Regions from separate parts of the Mus musculus genome. Here all the other regions are linked to region 1. The links are chromatin contacts, called in public ChIA-PET and promoter capture Hi-C maps. All regions are on one chromosome and are shown on one strand. Each heading gives the region's core, a stretch centred on a gene start, on an enhancer-like site or on the middle of the called end of the contact. The rest is flanking DNA. Distances are from core to core; before and after follow the strand shown. Region 1 holds the start of Zfas1 (zinc finger, NFX1-type containing 1, antisense RNA 1). Region 2 holds the start of Arfgef2 (ADP-ribosylation factor guanine nucleotide-exchange factor 2 (brefeldin A-inhibited)). Region 3 has its middle 19 kb from the start of B4galt5. Region 4 overlaps Slc9a8 (solute carrier family 9 (sodium/hydrogen exchanger), member 8).

The links. Promoter capture Hi-C pulls out the DNA fragments that hold promoters and counts their contacts. ChIA-PET counts read pairs in DNA pulled down with a chosen protein or histone mark. Capture Hi-C pulls out chosen DNA fragments and counts their contacts.
Region 2: a contact with region 1 is called in a promoter capture Hi-C map of adipose tissue. The contact joins the promoter of Arfgef2 here to the promoter of Zfas1 in region 1. A contact is called at or near these places in 4 of 39 promoter capture datasets (hematopoietic stem and progenitor cells, liver and second pharyngeal arch cranial neural crest), 2 of 484 Hi-C or Micro-C datasets (CD4 T cells and regulatory T cells), 2 of 115 datasets of contacts at active chromatin or transcription factors (bone marrow-derived macrophages and memory CD8 T cells) and 1 of 9 other capture datasets (adipose tissue).
Region 3: a contact with region 1 is called in an RNA polymerase II ChIA-PET map of memory CD8 T cells, with 183 read pairs. The contact joins the enhancer-like site here to the promoter of Zfas1 in region 1. A contact is called at or near these places in 7 of 39 promoter capture datasets (the C10 cell line, the HPC-7 cell line, embryonic stem cells and 3 more), 1 of 484 Hi-C or Micro-C datasets (bone marrow-derived macrophages), 6 of 115 datasets of contacts at active chromatin or transcription factors (the 230-238 cell line, the SCID.adh cell line, bone marrow-derived dendritic cells and 3 more) and 2 of 9 other capture datasets (adipose tissue and pancreatic islet).
Region 4: a contact with region 1 is called in a promoter capture Hi-C map of the HPC-7 cell line, with 4 times the contacts expected there. The contact joins the enhancer-like site here to the promoter of Zfas1 in region 1. A contact is called at or near these places in 13 of 39 promoter capture datasets (the 3T3-L1 cell line, the C10 cell line, the HPC-7 cell line and 6 more), 11 of 484 Hi-C or Micro-C datasets (B cells, the Ba/F3 cell line, the G1E-ER4 cell line and 5 more), 16 of 115 datasets of contacts at active chromatin or transcription factors (the 230-238 cell line, astrocytes, bone marrow-derived dendritic cells and 10 more) and 4 of 9 other capture datasets (adipose tissue, embryonic stem cells, liver and 1 more).

What each region holds. Positions count from the first base shown.
Region 1 is chr2:167,061,317-167,064,726 of GRCm38.p6, reverse strand. It overlaps Zfas1 (zinc finger, NFX1-type containing 1, antisense RNA 1), which reads right to left and starts at 1,793. Exons shown (of 5, transcript NR_138563.1): 1 at 1,430-1,793; 2 at 1,000-1,091. It overlaps Znfx1 (zinc finger, NFX1-type containing 1), which reads left to right and starts at 1,712. Exons shown (of 14, transcript NM_001033196.2): 1 at 1,712-2,217. It overlaps LOC115486178 (a small nucleolar RNA gene), which reads right to left and starts at 1,254; the gene lies at 1,162-1,254.
Region 2 is chr2:166,803,987-166,807,152 of GRCm38.p6, reverse strand. It overlaps Arfgef2 (ADP-ribosylation factor guanine nucleotide-exchange factor 2 (brefeldin A-inhibited)), which reads right to left and starts at 1,572. Exons shown (of 39, transcript NM_001085495.2): 1 at 1,318-1,572. The coding sequence starts at 1,438.
Region 3 is chr2:167,366,239-167,369,713 of GRCm38.p6, reverse strand. No RefSeq gene overlaps it. Among named protein-coding and RNA genes, the nearest start is that of B4galt5, 19 kb to the right of the region's middle. Within about 2 kb of position 2,188, at least 123 of the 459 cell types and tissues checked have an H3K27ac peak or open chromatin away from gene starts, as enhancers often do. A contact at or near this core is called in the 230-238 cell line, the HPC-7 cell line, the SCID.adh cell line and 6 more, where this site is marked.
Region 4 is chr2:167,465,816-167,468,872 of GRCm38.p6, reverse strand. It overlaps Slc9a8 (solute carrier family 9 (sodium/hydrogen exchanger), member 8), which reads right to left. Exons shown (of 17, transcript NM_148929.3): 12 at 1,106-1,188. Among named protein-coding and RNA genes, the nearest start is that of Spata2, 26 kb to the left of the region's middle. Within about 2 kb of position 1,467, at least 16 of the 459 cell types and tissues checked have an H3K27ac peak or open chromatin away from gene starts, as enhancers often do. A contact at or near this core is called in the HPC-7 cell line and bone marrow-derived macrophages, where this site is marked.

The DNA of each region.
Region 1 (3,410 bases), core at 544-3,043:
ATGATATGACAATTGTTCAGACATAGCACCCTTCAGTCTCTAGGCTTGCCTCAATTTAAGTCAACTTGCCTGGGCCTACTTTTTTTTTTTTTTTTTAAAGATTTATTTATTTATTATTATATGTAAGTACACTGTAGCTGTCCTCAGACACTCCAGAAGAGGGAGTCAGATCTCGTTAAGGATGGTTGTGAGCCACCATGTGGTTGCTGGGATTTGAACTCTGGACCTTCGGAAGAGCAGTCGGGTGCTCTTACCCACTGAGCCATCTCTCCAGCCCGGGCCTACTTTTTTTAAGAGTAAGATTTATTCATATATTTTATGCACGAGTACACCACCATTGTTCTCTTCAGAGACACCATAAGAGGGCACCAGACCCCATTATAGATGGTTGTGAGCCACCATGTGGTTGCTAGAAATTTAACTCAGGACCCCTCGAAAGAGCCATCAGTGCTCTTAACTGCTAAGCCATTTCTCGGGCCTACTTGATTTAGGGCATATTCACATTTTTATCTGAGTGGGTCAGGGTGGATATCAGAATACAGTAATGGAGGATAGCCATTGTCACATCTTGAAAAGCACTAGCCTGCAAATACTTTAGCAGACATGTTTCATTGCCTTTCTAAATACCACGCATATACAAAAGAAATCTCAACCCGGCTCAGACACTGCACCCACAAACTGCTGAATGCTCCCATATCAACAGCCAAGAAAATGTGTTACAGACTAATCTCAATGGGACCATTTTCTTAATCAGTCCTTTTCTCAGGCAGTTCTACCAGGACACTTTAAATAACAACAGGGCTCTGCATCTCCTGTGTCAGTATGTACAGATACACAATTAAAAGACTTTAGTATACTTTGATAATAAGGCTCAATCCTCGGGGCTTTTAAAACAACGAACCTCAGCAGTAACTCTTGCATCAAATTCCCTATCACTGCCCACTTAAAGGCTCTTCAAAGCACGTGATTGCCACTTTAGGCCACTAGACGAATGCATACCTTAAGACTTTCAGATGGTAGGTGAGTTCTCATCTCCCTCGATGCCCTTCTCTCCCTCCAACCTCCATGCTGTCCTGCTTGGTCAGGTCAACCTACAAAACAAAAGCGTCCATCACCACCTATATCCTCGACCAGGAACAAAGAAGACCAGGGTCCTCGAAGGCTGGTGTTTATCAGGACAAACTGGCAAATGTTTTAAAACATCAGCACTGTCGATATGACGGGGAAAAAAGTGAGTTCATCATTTACACCAGCAAAAAGCTTCCCAGGCCAAAGCAGAAGGCGTCTTTTCCACTTGAATCACGTCTTCGAAGGTCAACCTGGGGATCGCGCTCCATAAGCAACACTTGGAGACTAGGAGCGGTTACAGCGACTAAACTTGATAAGAGGTTAACAAAAAAAAAACTTGTGCTGTGTGGACTCAACTCACCATCTGCAAGTTAACCCCGGAGGGACGAGACATATCGGGAACAAAGCAAACGCTCTAGGAGCCGCCGGAACGAAAGGACGAGAGCGGCGGCGAACCTTCCTTATATAGACCTTGGCGGCGCGTGCGCCTGCGCACTGTGCCCATGGCGCGTCGCTTCCGGGCGCGACCGCTTGGCGTCCTGGGAAATGTAGTCCCCGAGCCGCCCGGCCCCAGCTAGCTAATGGTTGTCCAGCCAGTGTCTAGCCCCTCCCCGTGCTCACTGGGCCTCCGGGGCTTCTCGGCTTCCGCGCCATGTCGCGCTTGGCACGCACGAGCCGCCCGCCGCGTCCCCCTGGCTCCGGGGCCAGCCGAGACCTGCGGCCGCCCGGGGCGCAGTCAACCCGCCCCCCGCCGCGCCCTCCCCTCCGCCGCGCCCGCGGGGAGCCGCCAGTCCAGCCGCCGCCGCTACCGCGGGCGCTGAGGCGACGCCGCCCTTCCGCCCGCCCCGAGGGCGGGGGCGCAGGCGAGCCCGGCCTCTCGCTGGAGCCCGCGGCACCGCCTCCTCGTCCTGCGCGGCCTCCTCTTCCTCCGGGCCGCCCACTAGGCTACTCGCCCCGCCCAGGGGCTGCAGGGACTGGAAACCGAAAGTTCGCGGTGCCGGGCGGGGCCGCGACCTGCCAGGGCCGGGGCTGAGCTCTAGCCCTGCGGAGGACGCGCCCGAGCCGGTGAGTGGCCTCCGCCCTATCACGCACCTGCTTCTGCGGCGCTGCGACCGCCGGCGTCCCGCTCTGCCTCCGGCCGGGTGTCAGGTTAGCCTTGGAGTCCCTATCTGCCCCACTCAGCGCCCCCACCACCCCCGGAGTCCCTGTCCCCTTCCCTCAGTTCTCCTATAGTCCCCAGAGTCCATGTCCCCTTCCCTTAGTTTTCCTATAGCCTCCAGAGTCCCTGTCCCTTTCCCTCAGTTTCCCTATACCCCCGGAGTCCCTGTCCCCTTCCCTCAATTATCCTGTAGCCTCCGGAGTCCCTGTCCTCTTCCCTCAATTATCCTGTAGCCTCCGGAGTCCCTGTTCTCTTTCTCTCAGCCCCCCCTATAGTCCCCGAAGTCCCTGTCTGCTTCTTCAGTTTCCCTATAGCCCCCAGAGTCCCTGCCCCTTTCTCTTAGTTTCCCTATAGCCCCCAGAGTCCCTCAGTTCCCCTATCATCTCCGGAGTATTTGGAATCTCCCATCACCCCTAGGATCTTTTTCCACTCCTTACCACCCCCAGAGTCCTGTCCTCCCACCTCCACCGTCACCCTCCATCGTTCCCTGAGTTAAGTCTACCTGGTTATCAGCAGCCCCATTTCCCAGTCCCTGTTTCCTCTCCTCAGCAGCCCCATCACCCCTAAATCCCTGTTCCCTTCCATTAGCCTCACCATCACTCCCCAGAGTCCCTGTCTCCTCTCCTTAGCAGCCCCCATCACCTCCAGAGTCGGTGTCTCCTCCCTCAGTACCCAGCGTATCCTGAGCCGCGGGCACTGCCATTACCTGCTTCGACTCTCTTCAGTTCATCTGTCACCACCCTGATCACACCCCACCTCTAGTGCCCCTTCATCTCAGCACCCAGTCATCCCCTGTGCGTAGTTGTCCTGCCTCTGCTCCCGGTCCCTGGAGCCCCACTCTCTCCATTTCTCACCTATTGCTATACCCACTTGTTCCACAACCACCCTGGGCTCCCCATCCCTAGGCCCTGCCCTACCTCTGAGTCCCCCCCAGATCTCTCCTGCTTTCTGTAACCTTACAGTGTTTCTCTGAGGGATGTATGGTGTGGCGACTTCTCTCGGGACTTGAAATTTACCTAGCTACAACCCAGCTGCCACCTCTTGCTCCATCCTCTTTCATCTTACCCTGTAATTAGAAGTCTCTAAATGTTATCCCTGCAACAGCTTAACCATTGCTGATCTGGTGCCCTCCCTGCCTTGCTTGCCCTCCCTGCCTTACTTGCCCTCCCCGCCTGCTCCTGCC
Region 2 (3,166 bases), core at 323-2,822, 260 kb after region 1:
CAACCCCCAAGATCAACAACAGTTTCTGACCCTTAGGGACTCTCAAATGCTTCCCACATATTTGAGGCCTGAATCTTATTCACCGGGAAGTGCAAAGCTCACAAATCCATTCCAAGGTCTCAAGTGGACGTTCTCCTGCACCCATGGAGAAGAGTGACTAACAGAAACTCAGCCCTTCTGTTTACTCAACCTTTTAGGACAACAGGCCTTTTAACCAAATCCCATGGATTGCACAGGGCGATGAATTCACAGGGAGACAGCTCTGGTCAAATGTCCTGACGCTCTCCGTCCACAACTTTTTTCCTCTTGAACCTCCACACAGTCGACATTTCTTACCTTTCAGACCTGGGCTCAAATGTCACACTTTCAGACAAGACTACTTTCCTGACCATCCAACCTAAAGCAGACCTCAGGTCCTCTGTATCACTTAAGTCTTTTTTCTGACAGCAGTACTTATTAGTACTGTTTTGTCTGCTCTATCAGAACCTAAGAAGATCCACAGGGACAAAGGATTCCATTTCTCCTTCATAGACATCTCCTCAGTACCTGCTACACAGGCTCTCGAGAAGTAACTAAAGATAGGAGACTGATGTTGGTGTCAACTACCGAGCTTTTACCTAGTTAGGAGCTAGAGACTTCTGTCTTTCCACAATCCATGGATCCATTCAACCAGCAAATATTTACTGAGCAACTACTGTGTGCGAAGCACTGTCATAAATGCACAGGACACCGCATTGAAGCAATCAGACAAGTATCTTTGCTCTACAGAACCTTTATTTTAGGGACCCGCCCTAAAATGAGTAGAAGTCGTACACGCTGTCCAATGCCTGAAATATAGATCATCTTACATCCCTTCCAGGCGAAGCGCCCTGGGAACCCCAATGTTCTCCAGTGAGACATTTCCCAAACAAGCCTCCGGGGTTCCTCGGCACCAACCGGGCAGCTCTCTGACCTGCTCTGATCGCTCCCGTGGGAGAGCCCCCAACCAGCATAGTGGCGCTGAAGGAAAAACTTAAGATCGAGAGCTACTGCTTCAGAGGACTTGGAGATGGTGAGGGGAGGAACCAGGAAACGGGACAAGGAGTCGTGGCAAGGGCCCCAGGCAGGGAAGCTGGAAAACCAGCCGTGGCTGTCACCAACTTGCTAGGTGACCTTGGGCCAGTCTCGGCCGCCCCAACACCAGCTCCCACGGGGACAGCGAGCGGAAGAGGACGGGAGGGTGGGATTCGGGCTGGGAGGAGTGGAGGGCAGCAGGCCCGGAGGGTAACGGCCGGCGTGGGGAAGCCGGCGCGGGCCAGGCCGGGGTGGCTCACTCACCGAGCGCCACCTGGCAGGCCCTACGCAGCTGGGAGTGCTGGGGCCGCTTCACCTCCTTGTCAGCTAGGATCTTCTCCAGGGCCCGGGACACGAACATGCTCTTGGTCTGGCTTTCCTGCATGGCCCCGGCCTGCGGGGGCCGGCGACCCCGCGAGCCGGCGGTGCGAGCGAGCAGGAGAGCGAGGCTGAGGGCCCGGCGACCCGGCCGGCACCGGCCGCGTCCGTGCGCGCCGCCCTGTCAGGAAGAGACGCCCCGGCCCCACGGCGCCGCCAAGTTGCAGCGCGTCACGTGACCACGTGACTGGCGGTGTCGCTGCGTCTGCTGAGCGTCGGTCGACCCTGTGACCCCAAGGGTGGGGGGCCGGCCGGGAGGCGGAGCCAGAGTGGGGTGGAGTTCTGTGGGTGGGGCGGGTGGGCGGGGCAGTAGACCTGTGGTGGGGCGTGGTCTGTTCGGTTGGGGCGGGGCCTACGCGAGTGGTGCTGGTCCGGGCGTGTCTAAGTAGTATAACCGGGCCAGGTAGGGGAGTGATGGTCAATGACTATGAAGGGGAAGAAAATGCAGGTCAAAGCCTATAGACATGGGCAGCCCTGAAGGAAAGATGCAAGTGATCGGAGGTAGGAAGAGACTAAGAGCATGCGCTAGATATGCTGAGAAAAGCGAAAGAGGGAGTAAAGGGGAAAGAAAAAAATCGTAAAAAGAATTAGTGAGGGCTGGTGAGATAGCTCAGTGTTTAAGAGCACCGACTGCTCTTCCAAAGGTCCTGAGTTCAAATCCCAGCAACCACATGGTGGCTCACAACCACCCGTAATGAAATCTGATGCCTTCTTCTGGAGTGTCTGAAGACAGCTACAGTGTACACATAATAAATAAATAAATAAATAAATAAATAAATAAATCTTTAAAAAAAAGAATTAGTGAGAGTAATAATAGTCGAGAGAAGAGAGATGGGCAAAAGGAAGTGAATGGAATGAGAGAGGTGACAGAGAGTAGGGAAGGTCAGATGCCGGATCCAGGAAGGGCAGAGAAATCAGGGATGGAAAGGAGGCTCAGGGAAGTTAAGAACCAGGACTGAGGATGAAGCCAGAAGGGAAGAGAGAAGAGAGAGGAGGGGAGGGGAAAGAAGGGTAGGCTGGAAGGTATATTCACGGTGTCTATCTCTTCCAGATTTGTATCTCTGACAGCAAACCACACCAGCCCTGGACACAGTCCTGCTGCCACAGGAGAGAGAGCTCCTGGCGGGCCAGTTTGTAAGAAGTAATCCTTCTGTCGCTAGAGTTTTACTTGTTTGTTTTGTTTGTTGTTGTTGTTTTGATACAATCCTGATGTGTATCGCCGGCTGTCCTTGACCTTGAACTCAATGTCCTCTCTGGGATGAGGGACTGAGTTGCATATTTTACATACCAAAGCTGACCTGGCCTCCAGGTTCTCCCAGCATCCCTCAGTCCCTACCTGGCATCCCCTGCTCCCAACCCTGAACTTTCCAGCACAAGGGTTGGGCTGCCCTTCTCCTTCCTTTTCACTCAGAGGCAGAGGCTCTTCCAGACATTTTGGCTTCTCTCTCTCTCTCTCTCTCTCTCTCTCTCTCTCTTTCTCTCTCTCTCTGCAAGCACTCTTCCTCTCTTCCCATGGCGACTTGCCTTGCCTCCTTCCTCAGGACCAGTGAACTCAACTGAGAGCAGCTTCGCAGCTTCCCAGGAAACCTACATTTAATATAATCTTACCTCTCTTGAATTGGCTCAATTCACCGGCAGGGAAATAACTTATCACCCTCCTGAGCTGGGATTGTAGGAGGAAGCCACCACACCTGAACATCTGCTTTCTAAGTGCCAGTCTGTGCCAATGCTACCA
Region 3 (3,475 bases), core at 939-3,438, 300 kb before region 1:
ATGGGAGCTGCCCCGAAGTGTACTTGGCAATACCCAGTGAGTCTCCATGGGACAGAACTGACTTTCCCTTTGCCAGTGGGCATCCATTGCAAACAGCCTCTCCGTAAGAGGTGGAAAAATTCTAAGAGCTGGAGGTGATGGACAGACACCTCCAAGGAACACAGTGAGACCAATGCACATGTGATTTCACGAGACTGAGGCAGCAGGCACAGGGCCTCCACGGACTCAAGTCATGTCCCCAAAGCACTGGGGACAGAGCAGGGTGGGTTTCACCTCCAACCAGAGCTTTGTTGTGCATTGACCCTGTTAGAGCAGAATGTACAATCAGGTGACATTGAGCTATCAGTAAGGTAAGAAAGCTAAAATGAAGGCTGGAGAGATGGCTCAGGGGTTAAGAGCACTGACTGCTTTTCCAGAGGTCCTGAGTTCAATTCCCAGCAACCACATGGTGGCCCACAACCATTTGTAAGATCTGATCTCTTCCAGTGTGTCTGAAGACAACTACAGTATACTTACATAAAACAATGAATAAATCTAAAAGAAAGAAAGAAAGAGAGAAGGAAAGAAAGAAAGAGAGGAAGAAAGGAAGAAAGAAAGAAAACTAAAGCGAGCTGGACATGCCCATAATCCTGGCTCACGGGAAGATTGCAGCAAGGGCTACACGGTACCAGGTCAGCCAGGACCCAGCCAGGACTAGAGAGCAAGGTTCCATCTCAAAAGTAAAAAGAACTGATCATCCTGCCTCTACCTCCCAAGTGACTCGGTTACAACCGTGGGCTGCCACACATGATCGAGCAAGCCAACTATATCTTGACCCTTAAACTTTATTTTATTTTTTTAATTTTCAGAAGCTAAGTTCTCCAGGTAGCCCTTGATTTATGATCCTCCTGCCTAACACTTCCTGGGTGCTGGGATCACAGACATGCACCACCAAGCGCATTATGGGGTGCTAGGACCAAGTCCGGAACTTTCTACAGGCTAGGCAAGCAAGCCGCTAATTTCTTGATAAAGGGAAGTCAAACACACACACACACACACACACACACACACACACACACACACACACACACACACACGCCGGCCAGAGAGAGGAAGTCCCAGTTCCTGCCCGCATCTCACGCTGACTTGCTGTGCCCAGGAGTAGCATCACCTTGGGGCCTCCCCACTTCTCTACCTCTCATTGGCTCAGAGACTCAACGGCCCTCCCCTCCCCGGGGCTTGAATGTTCCTGTGAATCTCTTCATGTGCCCCGGAAACCCACAGAGCTTCTTCCAATCTGTTAAAGGAAGGATTCTGCAAGGACTAGGATCGAGGCACTTCTATGACCAGCCAGCAGAGATTCCATGCTCAGTATGTGGCCTAGGCTAAAGCACACCAAGTTACACTCAGACATTTTGGGCTAACCTCTGGTGTTTAGTGAGCACTCACTATAGCCTGGAGCCCCTTTGCTCAGATGTCCGCTTTGTAGTCCTCATCAGAGGTCAGAACAGTTAGAACCTCTCCAGGTGAAATCTCGAAGTTGCCAACAGGGTCCAGGAAACCCTGGGTCTTAACTGCTGTGTCTGAGCATCTGCTGTAAAAGTAAAGATGGCGCGTGGAGCAGAAGAAATCAAGGCTCTGCCGATCGCGAGGGGGGTTGACAGAGGCTGTGTGGGCCTCTTCTGCCTCTACCGGCCTCCCAGGAAATGGGAGAGGATTTCAATCAGACAGCGGACGGGCTGGTCCACGTGCGTCCCCCACCCCACCCCCGCTACCCCCACCACGTGGAGAAGTTCAAGTGGTCGGACCTGGTTCTTCCCTCTGCCTTCACACTGCTGTCTTCTTTGGAGTCCTGTGTCGTCAGTCCACCATATCCCTCGGCCCCACCCCCTCTTGGAGAGAAACTTCTGCCAGGGCGCACCTGTAGGGTGAGTGCGTGGGTGTGAGAGGTGGACGAGGAAGGGAGGTTTCTAGAGGAAATATTTCACAGAGAGAGAGAGAGAGAGAGAGAGAGAGAGAGAGAGAGAGAGAGAGAGAGAGAGAGAGAGAGAATGTGCGTGTGTGTGTGTGTGTGTGTGTGTGTGTGTGTGTGTGTGTGTGTGTGTGTGTGTAAGCACTACTCCTTTAGTGACCTAAAGGAAACCAGCGTGTGGTTATGCTGATAATGCCCAGCAGCGAAACCTCAGAGGATTGAATGGCAAGCCCTGGTTGGTTCCTGCAGACCCAGGCAGGATGCCTGAGTTCTCTCTTGAGGGCAATGGGGCACTATGGGAGAGTTTGGAGGGAAACGTGCGAATGCAATTTCCTGACATCCGATTTTGCTGTAATAAACACCGGCTTGATTGCCATGGCCTGTCCAGCCTGCTTTCTTCTATTTGTCTTTCTCTCTCTCTTACTTTCTTTCAGTTTTATTTCTTTTCTTTTCTTTCTTTCTTTCTTTCTTTCTTTCTTTTTTTTTTTTTTTTTTTTTGAGCCAGGGACACACTAGGCAAGTACCCCACCAGCTGAGCCACACCCCCAAGCCCAGGATTTGGATTTTATTCTGAATAAAGCTGAAGAGGAGTCACGGGGGTGAGGGGGTGGGGATGGGGGTGGGAGTGGGGGGGGGGGCCAGCACACTGAAGTCTTAGCAATCAGGGTAGGAGGCTGAGGCCCAGGGACTGTCTTCCCAGACAAGCAACGGCCATCTTAGACATCTTAGACAGCCCAGCTGTGCCTGCTTGCAAAGGATGTCCCATCTGGGCTGGTTGGCAGTTTGTGTCCTCTCATGGAAGTTTAGGAAGGGTCATGACAGCCACACTTAAAGTTCCCAGCCACTCCCTGCTACCTGCTGACAGCTCTGGACTAATTGCACATGGCCTCTCTGAAGGGCTGGAGTATATAGCCACAGAAGATGAAAGCTTAGGCCCACTGGGTTTAGGTGTGGCCTATTGTGTTTTTTTTTTTTCTTTTAAGGATTTATTTATTTTACTTATATGAATACACTGTAGCTGTCTTCAGACACACCGGAAGAGGGCTTCAGATCCCATTACAGATGGTTATGAGCCACCATGTGATTGCTAGGAATTGAACTCAGGACCTCTGGAAGAGCAGTCAGTGCTCTCAACAACTGAGCCATCTCTCTAGCCCTCACTTAAGCTCTTTAAGGAACCCCAATAATCACATTGGTCCCAGGGTGAACTTGGTGGCATTGTGCCTCGCTTTGCTGCTAGGACCTTAGGAGAAGAAGCCAGTGTTGACTCTCCCCCCCTGGGAAGGGATTTAAACAAGCCTGACGGAACTAATTACACCCCCTGATTCTAGCGCTGCAGAGGCACAGAGAGGACGATCCTTGGGGCTCACCAGCCTAATCAGGGAGCCTCAAATCCCAGTGAGACCAGAGAGAGAGACCCTGCCTCAAAATCAATAAATTAATTAAAAAAGCACATCTGCATTAAACCCTCCTCACAGAAATGTGTTGTGCACATGACTGCAAGGGTCACTGAGTAGACTGAGG
Region 4 (3,057 bases), core at 218-2,717, 400 kb before region 1:
CATAAAAGACAACAGCACAATGCTGCCCTGGCTCTGCCTGGATGAAGCTTTGGAGAGAAGAGACTAGCAAGCATCACTCACTAGCAAGCTTTAGTCACACAGCCCCAAAATAAAGGTGAGCACAGACTAGCTCCCAGCTGTGCCTAGAGATGAGCTAAGGGACAGCCAAGACTCCATACTGGCGAAGGCGTATGCTAATTTTTCCCCCTAGGGGCACTGTAGAGTCAGGTGAGGGCAGTCAGGCACCTCAGTCTCTGGTGTGGTCTGGCTCCTCAGAGCAAGTAGGGTGGGCTGAGTGAGCTCCGGCTGGGAGCACAAAGGTGACTCAGGTAATCAACTACGGCTCCACGTTCCACACAATTCGGGAGGGAGTGGGAGGAGCATCTGCATGTGCACAAGGCCCTGGATTGGATCCTGCAACTCAAAAACCAGTACAACTTTCTATGGAAGGCCTTTCCAAGGTGTCCCCAACCTGTGCTCATAGGACAGACTGTGACATAGGCAGGCTGCTGCTCTAAAGGAAGTCACAATGGGGATGGAGACAGGACACAAAAGGGCCCAAGAGACTTGGGATCTCTTGCAGTTGGTCACATTTCTCCTTTTTTTTTTTTTTTTTTTTTTTTGAGACATGGAGCCTAGGCTGTTGTTGAACACGACATATAGTTAAAACCTTTTACTGTCTTTGAGACAGGGTTTCACTGTGTCACCCTGGTTGGTCTGAAACTTGCACCATAGACCAGGATGGCCTTGGACTCACAGAGGCCTGCCTGCCTCTGCTTCCTGAGGGCTGGGGTTAAAGACAGGTGCCACCACCACTCAGCTATCCTTAAACTCTTTGATCCTCCTGCCTCCATCTCCCAAGTACTGGGGTTATAGGCACCACTGCCATGCCCTGCCTAAAACTACGATTTAAAGGAAACCACAGCACCCAAGGTCACTGAAACTGTAAACACTGAGATCTTATAAACACAAAAACTTTTCTATAGAAGCACATTTCTGTAGTTGTTGCCTCTGAACTGTTAACAGTTACATAAATGATTCCAAACCATGTAGTTACTATTTTAAAAATAAGCCATTCAATATGAAAAATAAGAAAAGTACTTACTATGCACCAGATGACAAAGGAAATTTCAAACTTGTGAGGGAAACTAAAAATGGAGAGGCCAAGAAATGCAAACACACACGTTTCTGAAAGAAACCAGAGAACAGGTTCCTCTTACAATTCAGTAGTAACTAAGCAAGCTTCCCTGAAACCACACCAACAGCCACACCGTGTCAGACTTTGTATGCAGTCTTTTGGGGCGAGGTGGGGAAGTGGATAGTTGAGATGGGGTCTTGCTATTTGACCAGGCAAGCCTTGAATGCAATGTGAGTGCTGAGACTGCTGGTGTGAGCCACCACAGCTGGCTTGCTTCCTTACTACCACACAGGCAATGGCCCTTGCTACTGAGAATTTCACAACGTGATGAGTTAACTGTCAGATACTGAGCAAATAACCAAGTCCCCACCACGCATTCCCTGAGCACTCATCAGTCAGGGTCAGACATTGTGAGCATGTGACTGTGGGGCCACATGACAGATGAGAAAGTGGGCACTGTAGTTAACTCCCCCCCCCCCAGTAGGTCCGAGAGGAAGCTAACTCACAGAGCTTGCAGGGAGGACCCATTTTCAGGCTTGGCTGCACTTGGTGTGCAAGCAATCACTTGTGTGTGCTGAAAACAGCACCTCCCAAGTCTAGGTTCCTGCCACGCATGGTTGGCACACGTCTTTAATCCCAAAACTTAGAAGGAAGCATCTGCATGTTTGTGAGTTCGAGGCCACCCTGGTCTATAAACCAAGTCCAGGATACCCAGGACCACACAGAGAAACCTTGTCTCAATAAATAAACAAATAAGACAAAAACAAACAAAGGAAACCAAAAAACAAAAGAAAGAAAGAAAGAAAGAAAGAAAGAAAGAAAGAAAGAAAGAAAGAAAGAAAGAAAGAAAGAAAGAAAACAACTTTCCAGGCTCCTGATTAAACTATGGGCCCCCAAAGAGCCCAAGCGCTAAGGAGATAGGGACTGCATTTTAAGATGTGCACGAGCTGGTGAGTTGTTAGCACGGCTCAGCAGGGTGGGTTCTTCAGTGGGGCCACAAGCAGCAGGTGCTTGGCCTTCCCCTCCGAGATGCCTTCTTATCTGATACTGTCTGATCCTCCAAGCCAGAGCACCTAGGCCGACTTCACCTTTCCCAGGAGCAAGAATGTGTGGTTAAGATGGGCGTGGTGGTGCACACCTTTAATCCCAGCCTTGAGAGGCAGAGGCAGGGGGATTTCTGAGTTTGAGGCCAGCCTGGTCTACAAAGTGAGTTCCAGGACAGCCAAGGCTACACAGAGAAACCCTGTCTTGAAAAAACAAAAAAAGAATGTGTGGTTAACTTAACCCAGCCTTTTAGGGTGGTCATAAAAGCTGCTTCTGGCAATGCAAGCTACATCAGAACGGCCTAGTGCACTGGCTGAACTTCTCTTGGAGGAGCTGTCAGGACAAAGCCCATGCCTGGTGAGTTTGACAGCAGGTGTGACGGAGTCTCAGGAGCTGCATGCATGTGCCCTGCATGTAAAGCTGGTCTGGGTGCAGACAGAAGCTGAGGAGTGTGCTGTTCTCTGTTGCCTGCCCTGAGGGGGTCAGGTCAGGTCAAAACCTTTAGCTGAGGCTTTCTGGTGAGAACTGTGTGGATCAAATGACTATGACACTAGAAGGCTGTCTTCTAGCTTGCTCCTTGGCAATGGGCTCCCTGGCTTCTCCTTACCCAGCCTCCCACAGCCAGCCCTGCCATCCTGGCTCCAAAGTGAAACAGGGCCCCTCAACACCAGGGGAGGCTGAGGTTGCAACTGAGGCCTCGTCTTGAGTGAGAGTGTGAGTGTCGGAATAGCTAGAGGTGGCACCTTCATTTCAGGTATGAGCAGGAATAGGGTCATAGCAAGATGGGGGAGGAAGCTCCAACTCTTGCTGCTTAACAGAAAGACCTCATGTTCAGCCTAGGGAACGCTGCTCTGGAGTTCCTTCCGTGCTAGGAC